Linked DNA regions of Anser cygnoides: all the other regions are linked to region 1. A link is a contact called in public Hi-C data. All regions are on one chromosome and are shown on one strand. Each heading gives the region's core, a stretch centred on a gene start, on an enhancer-like site or on the middle of the called end of the contact. The rest is flanking DNA. Distances are from core to core; before and after follow the strand shown.

Evidence for each region. A called contact is a pair of places that touch in the nucleus more often than the background predicts.
Region 2: a Hi-C map of liver shows a contact between it and region 1, with 2.3 times the contacts expected there. The contact joins the promoter of SMURF1 here to the promoter of TNRC18 in region 1. A contact is called at or near these places in 2 of 7 Hi-C or Micro-C datasets (both in liver).
Region 3: a Hi-C map of liver shows a contact between it and region 1, with 5 times the contacts expected there. The contact joins the promoter of RNF216 here to the promoter of TNRC18 in region 1. A contact is called at or near these places in 2 of 7 Hi-C or Micro-C datasets (both in liver).

Annotation. Positions count from the first base shown.
Region 1 is chr15:4,044,029-4,048,125 of Taihu_goose_T2T_genome, reverse strand. TNRC18 (trinucleotide repeat containing 18) reads right to left here and starts at 2,138. Exons shown (of 30, transcript XM_066977821.1): 1 at 1,988-2,138; 2 at 450-888. The coding sequence starts at 651.
Region 2 is chr15:3,831,588-3,835,684 of Taihu_goose_T2T_genome, reverse strand. SMURF1 (SMAD specific E3 ubiquitin protein ligase 1) reads right to left here and starts at 2,419. Exons shown (of 18, transcript XM_048063118.2): 1 at 2,174-2,419. The coding sequence starts at 2,228. It overlaps LOC136786426 (a long non-coding RNA gene), which reads right to left and starts at 2,070. Exons shown (of 2, transcript XR_010825039.1): 1 at 1-2,070.
Region 3 is chr15:3,881,191-3,885,287 of Taihu_goose_T2T_genome, reverse strand. RNF216 (ring finger protein 216) reads right to left here and starts at 2,294. Exons shown (of 17, transcript XM_066977900.1): 1 at 2,160-2,294.

The sequences.
Region 1 (4,097 bases), core at 889-3,388:
CCTTGGGAGAAAAATAAAACTAAAACCCAAAGTGTGCAGTTTTTTTTTGGGAAAAAGCCCGAAGCCCACACCGCGCAGCAAATCCTTGGGGGAAAAAAAGCCCAAAGCATGCAGCAAACCTTTGCGATAAAAACCCAAAGCCCGTACCGCGCAGCAAATCCTAGGGGGGAAAAAAAGCCCTAAAACCCAAAGCATAGGGAAAAAAAAAAAAAAAAACTAAAATCCGAACCAGGCAGGAAATCTTTGGGAAAAAAAAAAAAAAAAAAAAACATACCGCAAATTTTGGGGAAAAAAAATAAATAAAAATAAAACCCAAAGCACGCGGCAAACCTTTGGGGAAAAAAAACCCAAACCCCACAACCGAGGGGCTGCGGGGCCGGCTGCAGGGTGGGCGAAGGAAGGCAGGGGATGGGGTGAGGGGGACGGGGGGGGGTTCCGCGGAGCCTTACCGGGGTGGGAGTGGATGCTGATGCCCGAGGCGAGGAACTTGCCGGGCTGGAGCCCCGCGGGGAGCCCCGCGGCCATGGGGCCGGCGGCGGGGGGCAGGCGGCCGGCGGCGGCCAGGCGGTGGCTCTCCATGGCCAGCCCGGAGAGCAGCGGGGGGGGGCCGTGCACCGAGCGGGGGGGCCCGAAATCTCGGCCATCCATCATCCGCTCGCCTCCTTCCACCAGTCGCCCGGATCGCCACCGCCTTCCCCCCCCCACCCGCCCCCCCCCCCTTTTTTTTTTTTTTTTGCCTTCTTCTTCTTCCTCCTCTTCTTCTTCTTCTTCTTCTTCCCCCCCCCTCAAAAAATAATAAAAATCAGCGGGTTTTCGGAAAAAAATTCGTCCGGGAGTCCCATGGTGGGGGGCGCGGAGCCAGCCCCGGTGCGGCGGTGTCGGTGGTGCCTGCGGAGAGATGGAGGAAAAAAAAAAAATGGGGGGGGGGCACACGGGGTGTGGGTGTGTGGGGGGGGTCCCCACAGAGCACACACCCCCTGGGGGTGGAGGGGGGGCACCCCCGGACCCAGCCGCGGCTTCCCCGCCGAGGGGAGAATTTAAAAAAAGCCTTAAAGTCGGGGAATTTTAGGCGGGGGGGGGGGGATAAGGGAGGGGAAAAATGAATTAATGGCTCGGAGGGGGAAAAATAAGGGAGGGGGGAAAATATTAACTAATGGCTCGGGGGGCAATGAGGATTCCCCCCCCCCCCCCCCAAAAAAAAAAAACCACTCCCCAATCCCCAAAAGCGCCCCAAAACTCGGCTCCAGCACCGCGGCTCCCCGCAGCCAGCGGGCGGCAAAAAGAGCCGAAAAAAAATGCAAAAATGCAAAAAAAAAACGCACGAAAAACAACCTAAAGAAGCCGGGTTTCTTCCTGCTCCGCTCCCACCGAGGGAGCCCCGGCCGCGGGAGCCGAGCGAGGGGCGGCCGGGGAAGGGCTGCCCGGTGCCGTTCCCCTTTTGGCTTTTTTCGCCTCTTTTTTCCCCATTTCCGAGGCGTCCAACTACCTGGTCGGCTGTGCTGCCGCTCTGCCCAGCGCCGCTCCCGCTGGGGAAAACGAGACGCGTGGTATTTTCCAACGGGGCGGAAAAAAAAAAAAAAAAAAAAGAAAAAAAAAGGGGGGGGGAAAAGCAGAAAAAAGGTAAAAAAAAAAAAAAAAAAAAAAAAGCCCCCGGCGGCCGCAGCTCGGCGGAGAGGGCACCGGGAGCGCCTCCGGAGCGGGAAGAGACGGAAGGAGGGGAATAATTAATTTTTAAAAAAAATTCCTCAAAAAAAAATAAATAAAAAACGAATGGCGAAGTTTGGAAATAAATAAAGAGGAAGCCCCGCGCCGCGCTCCGGCCCCCCCCCGCGCCCGGATCCCAGCTTTCGGCTGCGAACCGGGGGCAAAAATTAAAAAGCGGGGGCGACCAAAATTAAATAAAATTTAAAATAAAGGAGGACGGGACGGGGGGGGAATAAGGAGGGGGGGACGGTGCTTTTGGGGCCGGGGAGCTGCCGGCTCCTACCTGGCGCGGTCAGGCCGCCTGGTCCCGGGGCATGGCGGCGGCGGTGCGGGGCTGGAGGCCCGGTGCGGGGCTGGGGGGAGGGGGGGGTCGGGGGGGGGGGGGGGCAGCAGCCGGTTCGCCCCCCGCCCGCCCGCCCGCTGCCGGCACCAGCAGCAGCAGCTCGGCGGCTCCGCTCAGGGGCAGCGCGGCGGCAGCGGCGCGGCGGCCGCTCCATAGAGCGCCGGGGCCCCGCCGAGCTTCATCGGGCGCCCCCCCCCCCCCCTCCTCCGCCCCCCGGCTTAAAAAAAAAAAAAAAAAAAAAAAAGGAAAAAAAAAAAAACCAGGCGGGGGAGGGGAAGGGGGAGGGCAAGGGGAAAAGCGCGCCGGCGCGCCGGCCGAGCGCGCATTGTTCTCCCGCGCCACGCCCACCGCCCGCGGGGGGGCGGGGCCGCGCCGCCTCTCCGCGCCGCCCATTGGCCCGCCGCCCCGCCACTCAGCGGCGGGGTAAACAGGCGGCGGGGGCGCGCCGCCACGCGGGCCCGCGCGGCGGTTTCAAGGCCCCCCCCCCCCCCCCCCCCCCCCACTCCCGGTGAGAATCACGCGCGGCCGTTTCCAGGCCCCCCGCGCCCCGCCCCGCCCCGGGACGGTGCCGGGGGGGGGGGGCACACAAGGGAGTGACCCCCCCCTTCCCCCCCCCCCCCCCCAGGGTCTCGCCGTTGTTTTTGAGCCTTTTCCCCGCTCTTTGCCCCTCGCGGAGGGCGGGGGGGGGGGGGGGGAGAGAAATGCCGCCGGGCCCTCTCCCACGGCCCCGCCGCGGACAAAGCCGCCTTTGAGGGGGTTGGATTTGGGGGGGGGGGGGGGGGGGCAAGAATTATTTTTTTCGAAGGGGGGGGGGGGGGGTGCCCCCTTCCCCCTCGCTGGCCCCGCCGCCAAAAATTGGGGGAAAAAAAAAAATTTAAAAATGGAAAAATAGGCTGCGAAGCGACACCGCCGTGCTGCCCGCGGGGGGGGGGGGGGGCACACGCATAGCGCCCCCCCCCCCGGATTTAACCAAAAGTCGTATTTTTTTTTTTTTTTCCCGGCCGCGGGAAGAAGGCAGGAAAAAGCAGTCCCCCCCCCAAAAAAAAATCCAGCTCCGCTTTCCCTTTTTAATGCCCCCCCCCCCCCCGCTCACCATCGCCCTGTACAGCGCCGGGGGGGGGGCGCCCCAAATTCCTGACTTGTTTTTTTAATTAAAACCCCCAAAAGCGGGGCTTTTATAAAGGAGGGGGGGGAGGGGAAAATCTAATTTCATCCCGATCTAAATTAAAAAAAAATATAAAAATAATCAAGCCCCCCCCCCCCCGCAGGAGTTTCGAGCCGCCCGCAGCCGCCGCCGGGCGTTTCCAGGCTGCCCCCGGCGGGCAGCGGCCGAAAACCGGGGGAAATTGCCCCAAAAATCGCGTGTGTGTGTGTGGGGAGGTCGGGACCCCCCCGCACTTTTTTTCTTTTCCCTTTTTTCTTTTTTTTCCCCTTTTTCCGTTTTTTTTTAAAGCGGCGCCGCGTTCCTCGCGTTCCGCCAGGCGCCGTATTTAAGGCCAAAAAAATATAAAATAATAATAAAAAAAAAAAATCTGTATTTATAGGGATAAAAAAATGGTGTTTTATTTATATCCGAGAGCCCAACCCGGCTGCGTCAGAGGCGAGGGCTCAAACCCCGCTGCTTTATTTTTTTTTTTCTTTGCCTTTCTCCCGCAGCAGCCCGAAAATAAAATAAAATTTAAAATAATAAAAAAAAAAAAGAGGGGGGGGGAGATATTAATGGCTTAATCGCTTTTATGTGGCTTTAAAAGCATATTTTATAAATGTTTAATGCCTTCGCGCCCGGACCTCCCCGCCGCTGTCCCCGGGCCGGGGGGTTGGCATGCCGTAAATGCCATAAATCAGGGAAATGCTAATAAAAAGGCTGCCCCCCCCCGCCCCCCAGCCCTTCCTCCTCCTCCTCCTCCTCCTCCTCCTTTCCCTCCTCCCCCGGCCGGAGCCATCTTGGAGCAGCAGCTCCGGGCTGGGGCAGCGCTGCAAAAAGCCCCGAGATTCCCCCCCCCCGGTTAAAAATCCCCCCCCCGTGCACCTCTGTATATCTAATTTAAAT
Region 2 (4,097 bases), core at 1,170-3,669, 210 kb after region 1:
TTGCTGTTGTTTCCTCATTTCTAACAGGAAGCATTATTTGCCATTTTGCTTCATTACAATTCTTATCGGGGCAGGACCGACACCACTCTGCATAAGCACAAAGACCATTTCTGAAAATAACCAGAGGATCCAGAACTTTTAGATAGCTTCACACAAATAAAACACTCCCAACACCCTGGTCATACCTTTCCGATACGCAAGAAAAAGAAGAAAAAGCATGAAGGATTTGACTCCCGTTCACTTCCCAACGTACCGCTCACAGGCGCCTTCAGACTAAGTGGTATTTACACAGCTATTTTCGGTAGGGCAAACCAAATTGTTCCTAATCACAGGAAACACAATGCGAGGAGTAAATCATAACGGAAGGAGCCCTCCGTTTGATTTAATTCCGCTCAAATCTCCCAATAGCAAAACAGGGGAGAAAAAGCCACGCCAGCTACAACTCTTTGGAACAGGTAAGTCAGCACGCTAGTCTCCAGCGAAGCCAAGAATATGTTTCCTAATGATTCTAAAGGGAAATCTCTCCCAAAGCAATTTATTTTCTGATTAAATACAGCATTTTTTTCACACTACGCAGGTTGCATGCTTATAAAAAAGAAGAATGTTTGAGCAAGCAGATTTCTTTAATTATATATAATAAAAAAAAAGATACGAGTGAGAAAATCCACCAAGTTGTTCAATGCAGTAAAACTTCAGTCCCTTCCAATAAACGTCCTCAGCTAGGAGAGAAAAGTAGCGCATGCTAAAAGGAAAAGAGCACTTTGATGCAGCGTTCACTCTTTAAAATTAAACCCAACAGCTTCTATCTGTTATTTAAATGATATCCTCCTGCTCAGAAGGGCTATGACCGCAGCATAAGTTACTCAACTCCCAACATTTTTATTGACTGACTTGCATAAAAATAAGCCACATTAATGACAGATTTGACATTTAGTATACATCGCCACAGAACTCGTTTCAGATCAAACATCATCCATACACCCTAAAAATACTTTCAGCCTTCTCATGTCCAAAAGGATTTTCAGATTTACATTTCCCTCACCAACTTTAGCCTTCTAAACCACGAGCGGCGCAGAATCAGAAAACTAATTAAAAGAAAAAAGGGATTTTTTTAAGAGATGCTTCTGACTGATTGCAGTATCTGCCAGGAGCAAGTTACCCTGTAACCGAAGTTTACCTAGTGCCATTTTCTCGTTATTTGGCAATCTTTTATGCTCCTGCAGACACAACTCTGTGAAGATCAATGCCGGTGGCTGAGCAGTTCCTTCGCACCAAGAGATCTCCAAGCATCCACCTGTTGCCTTTGAAAGGCCGGATAGGGCCTTATCTATTAATAATTCACACAGCAGCCTTAAGAAGCAGAAACCGTGCCCCTTTCTGTTTAAGCAGCAACCTCGGCACCAACTGGAGCAGCTTTCAGAAGATTTAATCCAGACCTCTGAGGGTGCCACATAAATTGGCTTATCCATATGTGCACGCGCGCCCGAGCGCAGACCTCGCGAGGAGCCACGAAACGCGCCGCTTCTTGTCATCCTTCGCTCGGGGAAGGGACTTCAAAAGTTGAATGCGTGATATTTGAAAGGAAATCAAGTTGTGGGAAATGATAATAATAAAAAAGAACTCAAAAAAAAGGACAAACAACAAAAAAAAGGGGGGTAAAAACGCTAAAAGCAATTAAACATACGTTTCCTCCAGAGGAAGCTCAAAGGGTTATCTTCACTAGCAAGAGGGGAAGGTAAACGGTTTAAGTAAATCAAAGCGAGGTAAATTATGAAAGGAAAGGCTTCGTTCAAAGCCAGGAAAGGCCAAAATCTGAGGGAGCCGGGGGATGAAGCAGCCCGTGGGCTGTATTGGAGGTGGGGGGGGGAGGTAACAACGTGCCACGAGGGGGAAAAAAAAAAATGAAAATCAACAGAAATAACTTCAAAATACAGAACCTCCACAGGGCCCCGGTGGTGGGAGAAGGGGTTATAAAGGGATAAAAGTTGAGGAGAGGTGGCTGGGGCCCGGTTACCGCCGAAGCCGGCCCACGGCGGCCCGGTCAACCCTCCCCTCACGCCCAGGGGCCGGGGAGGGGGCGTTCGCCCCCTCCCCGGCCCCTGGGCGTGAGGGGAGGGTTGACCGGGCCGAGGTTTTGTGGTGAAGGGGAGCCCCAGGGCCGTGGCCCCGTTACCTGTGAGGCGGATCTTGATGCTGGAGCCGTTCCGCCGCGTCCCGGGGTTCGACATCGCGCCCAGATCAACCGGCGGCCCCGCGCAACCCCATGCGGGCCTGGCCTAACCCCCGGCCGAGCGCTCCAGGAGCCTCCTCCGCCGTTAACCGGAGCCAGACGCGGAGCCGGAGCCGCTCCCGGAGCCGCCGCCGCCGCCCGCCCGCCTCAGCCCGACCCGGCCCGGCCGCCGAGAGGGCGCTGGAGCCGCCCCCGCCCCGCCCTGCGCCCGCCGGAGGGGCGTGACGTCAGCACGCAGAGCGGGGCGGCGGCGCGGCGCCGCCATCTTGGGGAGGTCGAAGGAAGCCACACTCGGAGGGAGGGGGAGCGCCCCCTGGCGAGGGGGAGGCGAGGCTTGGGGGGGCATAGGGGGGCTGGAGGGGATTTGTAGGGGAAATGGGGCAGGAATGGGAGTATGTCACAGAAATTAGCGGTAAGACTAGAGGGAATGACCTCAAGTTACACCAGGGGAGGTTCAGGCTGGAAATTAGGAGACATTTCTTGTCAGAACAAGCAGCCAGGCGTTAGAACAGGTTGCCTGGGGGGGGGTGGGGTCACTGGGGGTGTTTAAAAGAAGGTTGGATGTGGTGCTTAGGGACATAGTTTAATGGGTGACATGGGTGGCACCAGATGATCTTGGAGGTCTTTTCCAACCTTAATGATTCTAGGATTCTAAGTTGGCCCAGGGGGTGTATAGGGACACATGGCTGGGGGGTATGGGGTGCTATGGACATGGCCTGGGGCTCACCCACCTCCTCCCACCCAGAGACCCCCCCACAGCAGGAGTCAAAATCACCCCCACAGCCAGTGGGCCAGGATAAAGTAAAGGAGAGGGGCTCTAATTAACAAGGCCAGCCTCATCCAGGAGCAGGGGGTAGGTGCTGACCCCACAGGAAGGTGGCTATGGGCTTAGAGCTGCCTCCTCAGCTGCACAACTTGCAGTAAGTTCAGCAGGCACAGATACTAAAAGAGAACATTTTCCTCTCTATCACCTGCAGAGCTAGACAGGCACTAGTTTCTCGAGGCTTAAGGCTGCAGTGGTGGAAGCAAGCAGCCTTTCTACTGCAGTCTCACATCCAGCACACACAGGGAAGCAGGGGAACAGCCAAATAGCTGCATCCTCTCCTTCTGCCTTGCTCCAAGTCAGAGCACCAGCACCCCTGCTGCCCAAGCACAGCAGGGCTGCCTGTGCAACTCCACAAGCTGAAGTCAGGGCAGGTGCAGGAGCCCAGCTCCAGGCTGCATCTCCATTTACACTGAGGAAGCACCTGCCTCAGATTCTTTTTACCTGCTGAAATCCGATCACTTCCAGATGCTGCATCAGCCCTGTCAGCAGCATGCTACAAGAAGGCACAGCTAGCCAAACCCTTTGTGTTAGGCCATGGGCACAAACAAAGGATGTGCAGAGACACTTGTCTCCAGTGCACATTTCAGGCTTTGTCATAGCTTTACTTCCTGCATCCAAAACTATGTACTGAAGACTATGAATCCTTATACTATTCAGCAGCTCCAGCATTTTAATATTAAATAAAAGTGATGCCCAGCTCTGGCCCACAAGCTGAGGGCTGCACAGCCCCTCACAGAGCACAGCCAGGCTTCACTCCTTGTTTCTAGGCAGCCTGGGAAGAAAAATGCTTGTATCCTGTGGAGAACAAATTCAGGGCAGAGGAAGAGGTTCTTCCCTCCAGAAATCATGTTTTCCCTTCACATTAATTCCTCTGTCACTCCACCTCCCCCCACATCTGAGAAAGCAGAGCCCTGAAGCACCTGGGGTCCTTTTGAAGAATCAAACATAGCAAAGCATGGATGATAAAGCCGCCCACCCCCCAGTTCTGCATGGAACAAAGCCCTTAAAATGCTTCAGCCCCTGGGGTCTGGCAGGTGCCAG
Region 3 (4,097 bases), core at 1,045-3,544, 160 kb after region 1:
GTTGCCCGAGAAGGATGCCTGCAGCCAGCCCGACAGGAAAGCGTCCTAGGAAGGAAGGAGGGAGGGAGGCGGAGGGCAGCCCGTTACCGAAACGCAGCGCTACGGGGCCGAGCGCGGCTGCAGATCTTCCTCAGGAAGCGGGGCTGAATCCTTTCCCGAGCCTCGGTACTCCAGGCACAAGCTCCTGTCAGGACGATTGTTTATTAACGTCCAGTCACACTGCGCAGGCACCCAGCACATGAAATCTATTAAGATGTTTACAATAGCAAAAGGCAGCGGAATTTGCAACGCACCAGCCCTAGAAACGAGAAACTCGGATCAGAGCTGCGAATCCTGCAGTCCCGTACCTAAAAAGCCGTCCCCGCAAATCTGCTCGCCCTACAGAAAGCAGCCCCCACCCTGCAGCTTGCACTGTGCATTCCTACGGCGCGGTACCCACACAGCCAGGCACCAAAAACCGCTCAGGACTCGTGTCTGCAGAGCGCTGGCTCTCAGACATCCCCCTCTCCCTCCGAACAGGTACCCGGGGGGTTAGAAAAAGGCTCCTGCTCCCCTCCAGCGGCAGCACAAGGTCACTCGGTGATGGGGCACGCAAAGCCTGGCCCAGCCACCTGCCTGCCACCGCTGGAAGCCTCCCCCAGCGGCTCCAAGGGAGAGTTCTGCTGCCTCCGTGGGTGCTAAGAAACAGGAACCAAGCGCCACGAGACACAACAGAGGAGCGCCGCCTGCTCTTCTCAGCCATCCAGGCAGCTAGCTGCTGCTTTGAGGACCACCGGCCGAAATAAAGCAAGAAAATCAGCCGTGCTGCAGCGAGCTTCAAAAGGCACAGGAAGGGATGCTGTGAAAAGCAGACAGCTGAGCTGCAGTCACTGAGCACCGTGCCTCAGTAACGGACCTCACAGTGCCCAGCAGCCTTTTCATTGTAAGGCACCAGGAGTCTCAGAGCAGCGGCTGATCCTTCAGGTAAGAACCGGACCTCGCCTGACAAGCGGCGAGGACGTGAAGAGCCACGTGGACGCTGGAACTCCTCCCCGCGAGCTCTGCTTCTGGTACAAGCGCTCTGCAACACGATTCCACGGGAAGTTACGAGAAGACGTCTGGAGGCGACGCTGGCGGTCACAAAGCGCACCCAAAGCGAGCGGCACGGCGCTCGGGGCAGGCTCCTGAGCGCAGCCAGCGCTCGGCTGACCGACGCCAGCACCGGGCTCGCTCGGCACCCAGCCGCGTGCCGGCAGCCGCCGGGACGGTGGCGCTTTTTTTAGGCTGCCCTGCGCCTCTCACCTGCTGCAAACCAACGCGGGACGTGCTACCTCGATTAACTCGCCCCTTTTCCTTCGTGCGGAGGCCGGGAGCTGACTGAACCTCTTCGGTCCCAAACCGCTTCGCCCCTGCAAGGCTGCGTGCAAAACCCCCGGCCCCCTCCTCCCGCTCGGGGGGACGGAGCGGGCGCGACGCCGAAGGCGGAAACCTGCAGCGGGCCTCCCCACCGCCAAACCACCGCGTTATTTCTGCGTTTCTACCGTTCGCTCTCTCCCGCCGAGCCGAAGCAGTGCTGGAACCAAAACGGTTAACGTGGGGGGGGGGGGGCCAGGAGGCCTCCCTCACGCAGGCAGGGCCCTCTCCGACACGGGCAGAGCCCCCCCCGCAGGGAGGACAGCCGCGCTTCGGGCCCCCCCCCGCCACACCCGAAGGGCACCACAGACCCCCCCCCCCTCCCCCCGGAGGCCCGAGCGGAGCGGCCAACCTCCGCTCCCCCCCCCCCCCTTCCCCGCCCGCCTCCGGAGCCGCCTGGCCTCGTCTCTCACAGAGCCCGGGGGCACCGTGCGGGGCCCCTCCGCACCCGGGGGGGGCGGCCGGGAACGGGCAACGGGGAACGGGGTGGGGGGGGAAAAAACACCTCAGAGCCCCCCAGCCCCGCTCCTTGGGCCGGGGAGAAGGGAGCGGGGTGAGGGGGAAGGGTAAGGGCTGAGGGGAGACCGGGCCCGGGGGCTGAGGGGGGCGCGGGCCCGGGGCTATGAGGGGGGGGCCAGGCCCCGGTGAGGCGGGCGGGGAGCCCCGGGGTGAACCGGGAGCGGGCCCTTCCCGTTCCCCAGCGGGCTGCGGCCGCTCCTCCGCCCCCCCAACCCCGGCCCGGTCCCGGCCCCGGTCCCGGCGCTCACCGCCCCCCCGCCGGCCCCGCTCCATTGAGGCGCCGCCGCCGCTGCCCGGCTCCTTCCGGCCCACGTGACCGCCCCGCCCCGCACCATAGAGAGCAGCGGCGGGAGGCGGGGGGGGGGGGGGGACGGGCAGAGCGGCCGGCCCGGAGGCCTGAACTTACCATAGAGTGCGGGGGGGGGGGGGGAGGTCCTCCGGGGGAAGCCCCGCCTCCTGCCGGGGGGCGGGGGCTGAGGGGGCGGGGCTACGAGGGGGCGGGGCTATGAGAGGGGCGGGGCTAGAGGGGGCGGGGCTAGAGGGGGCGGGGCTGGAGCGCGAACGGGGTGGGGGGGGTGGAGGGACCTGAGGGTGCTGAGGGACCTGTGGGGGTCCCATAGCCCCTACTGGAGTTCCATAGCCCCTATAGGGGTCCCATAGCCCCTATGGGGGGTCTCGTGTCCCCTGTAGGGGTCCCATAGCCCCTATAGGGGTCCCATAGCCCCTATGGGGGGTCTCGTGTCCCCTGTAGGGGTCCCATAGCCCCTATAGAGGTCCCATAGCCCTTACTGGGGGCCTTGTGTCCCCTATTAAGGGGTCTCATGCCCCCTGTGGGGGTCCCATATCTCATTTTAGGGGGTCTCGTGTCCCCTATGGGGTCTCGTGTCCCCTATTAAGGGGTCTCATGCCCCCCGTGGGGGTCCCATATGTCATATTAAGGGGTCTTGCGTCCCCTGTGGGGTCTCACGTTGCCTGTGAGGGTTCCATGAGCCCTACGGGGTGTCCTGCCAAGGCGGCATGTCCCCTATGGGGGTCTCCTGTCCCCTATGGGGGTCCTTGTATCAGCCGGGGGGGTCTCATATCGCCTACTGGGGGGTCTTGTGCCCTTAGTACGGGGTCTCATGCCCCCCGTGGGGGTCCCACATCCCCCATTAGGGGGTCTTATGTCCCCTATGGGTTCTCAAATGTCCAACGCACTGAGCTCACCCGCACCAGGGTTACCTCTGTAGAAACAGCGCGAGGCTGACCCGACTTTCTCCTCCCCATCGGGCCCGGGTTTGTCTCACAGATCCTGTTCTAGACCCCAGCCAAACACCAAGAGCGGCCCGGGGGCTCCCAGGGACGCTTTTCTCCTTCCCCCTCTCCGTGCAGGGCCCGCTGCGGTTCAGCCATGTGGGCTCAGAGCACGGCCCAACCTCCGTTTCCTACGCCAGCTGCTTCTGGATGCGGGACTGCGATCTGCCAGCTGGGCAGGGCTCTCGGCGGCTGTCTGCAGCCACACTTCCCCTCCCTTAAACGCTCCTCTTCTGCGCAGGTTGCAGCGCGAGGAAAATAAAAGAGCAATTCTGAACCTGTTTGTGCCTACCCTCCTTCCCTGTCACGGTACAGCCAGCCCTAAGCTCTCCTGGCAGATTTGATCCTGGTCCTAAGCGACAGGCTCTTGTTCCCTAGAGGGACACAAGATATTAAACACGGCTCCGGCCAAGGCTGGGAGACGATCTGCAGGGCACTGCTCACGTTATCCAGCCAGCAACTAATCGTGCAATCGCAGAAGGGGTTATAAGCCTTGGTTTGGTGGTGTTTCACCAAAAAAAACCAGAAAAAAGCAGAGCGCCCAGGACGCAGGAGGATCGTGATTAATCCGAACAGAAATCACCACTGCTACACCAGCACTCCTCACAGGACGGTTTGTACATCCTGCAGAAAGAGGCAGAGACTGGAGAACTTAACCTGAGGAATTTAATTGACCTGCCAAGCTCCTCTAAACGAGACAGTGAATTACTTAAGCTCTGAGATTTAAGAGAAGTAGTAATTTGTTTTGTTTTCAAGAAGTTCTCGTGGTGCAAGAGTCCTACAACGTACCCGATCTGAAGCAGGCTACAGGAATCCTCTTTATCTCAGCTATGTCTGCAAAAGAAAGACATAACAGAAATCAGGAATGCTTCCCCAAAACGTCTTTATTAAAG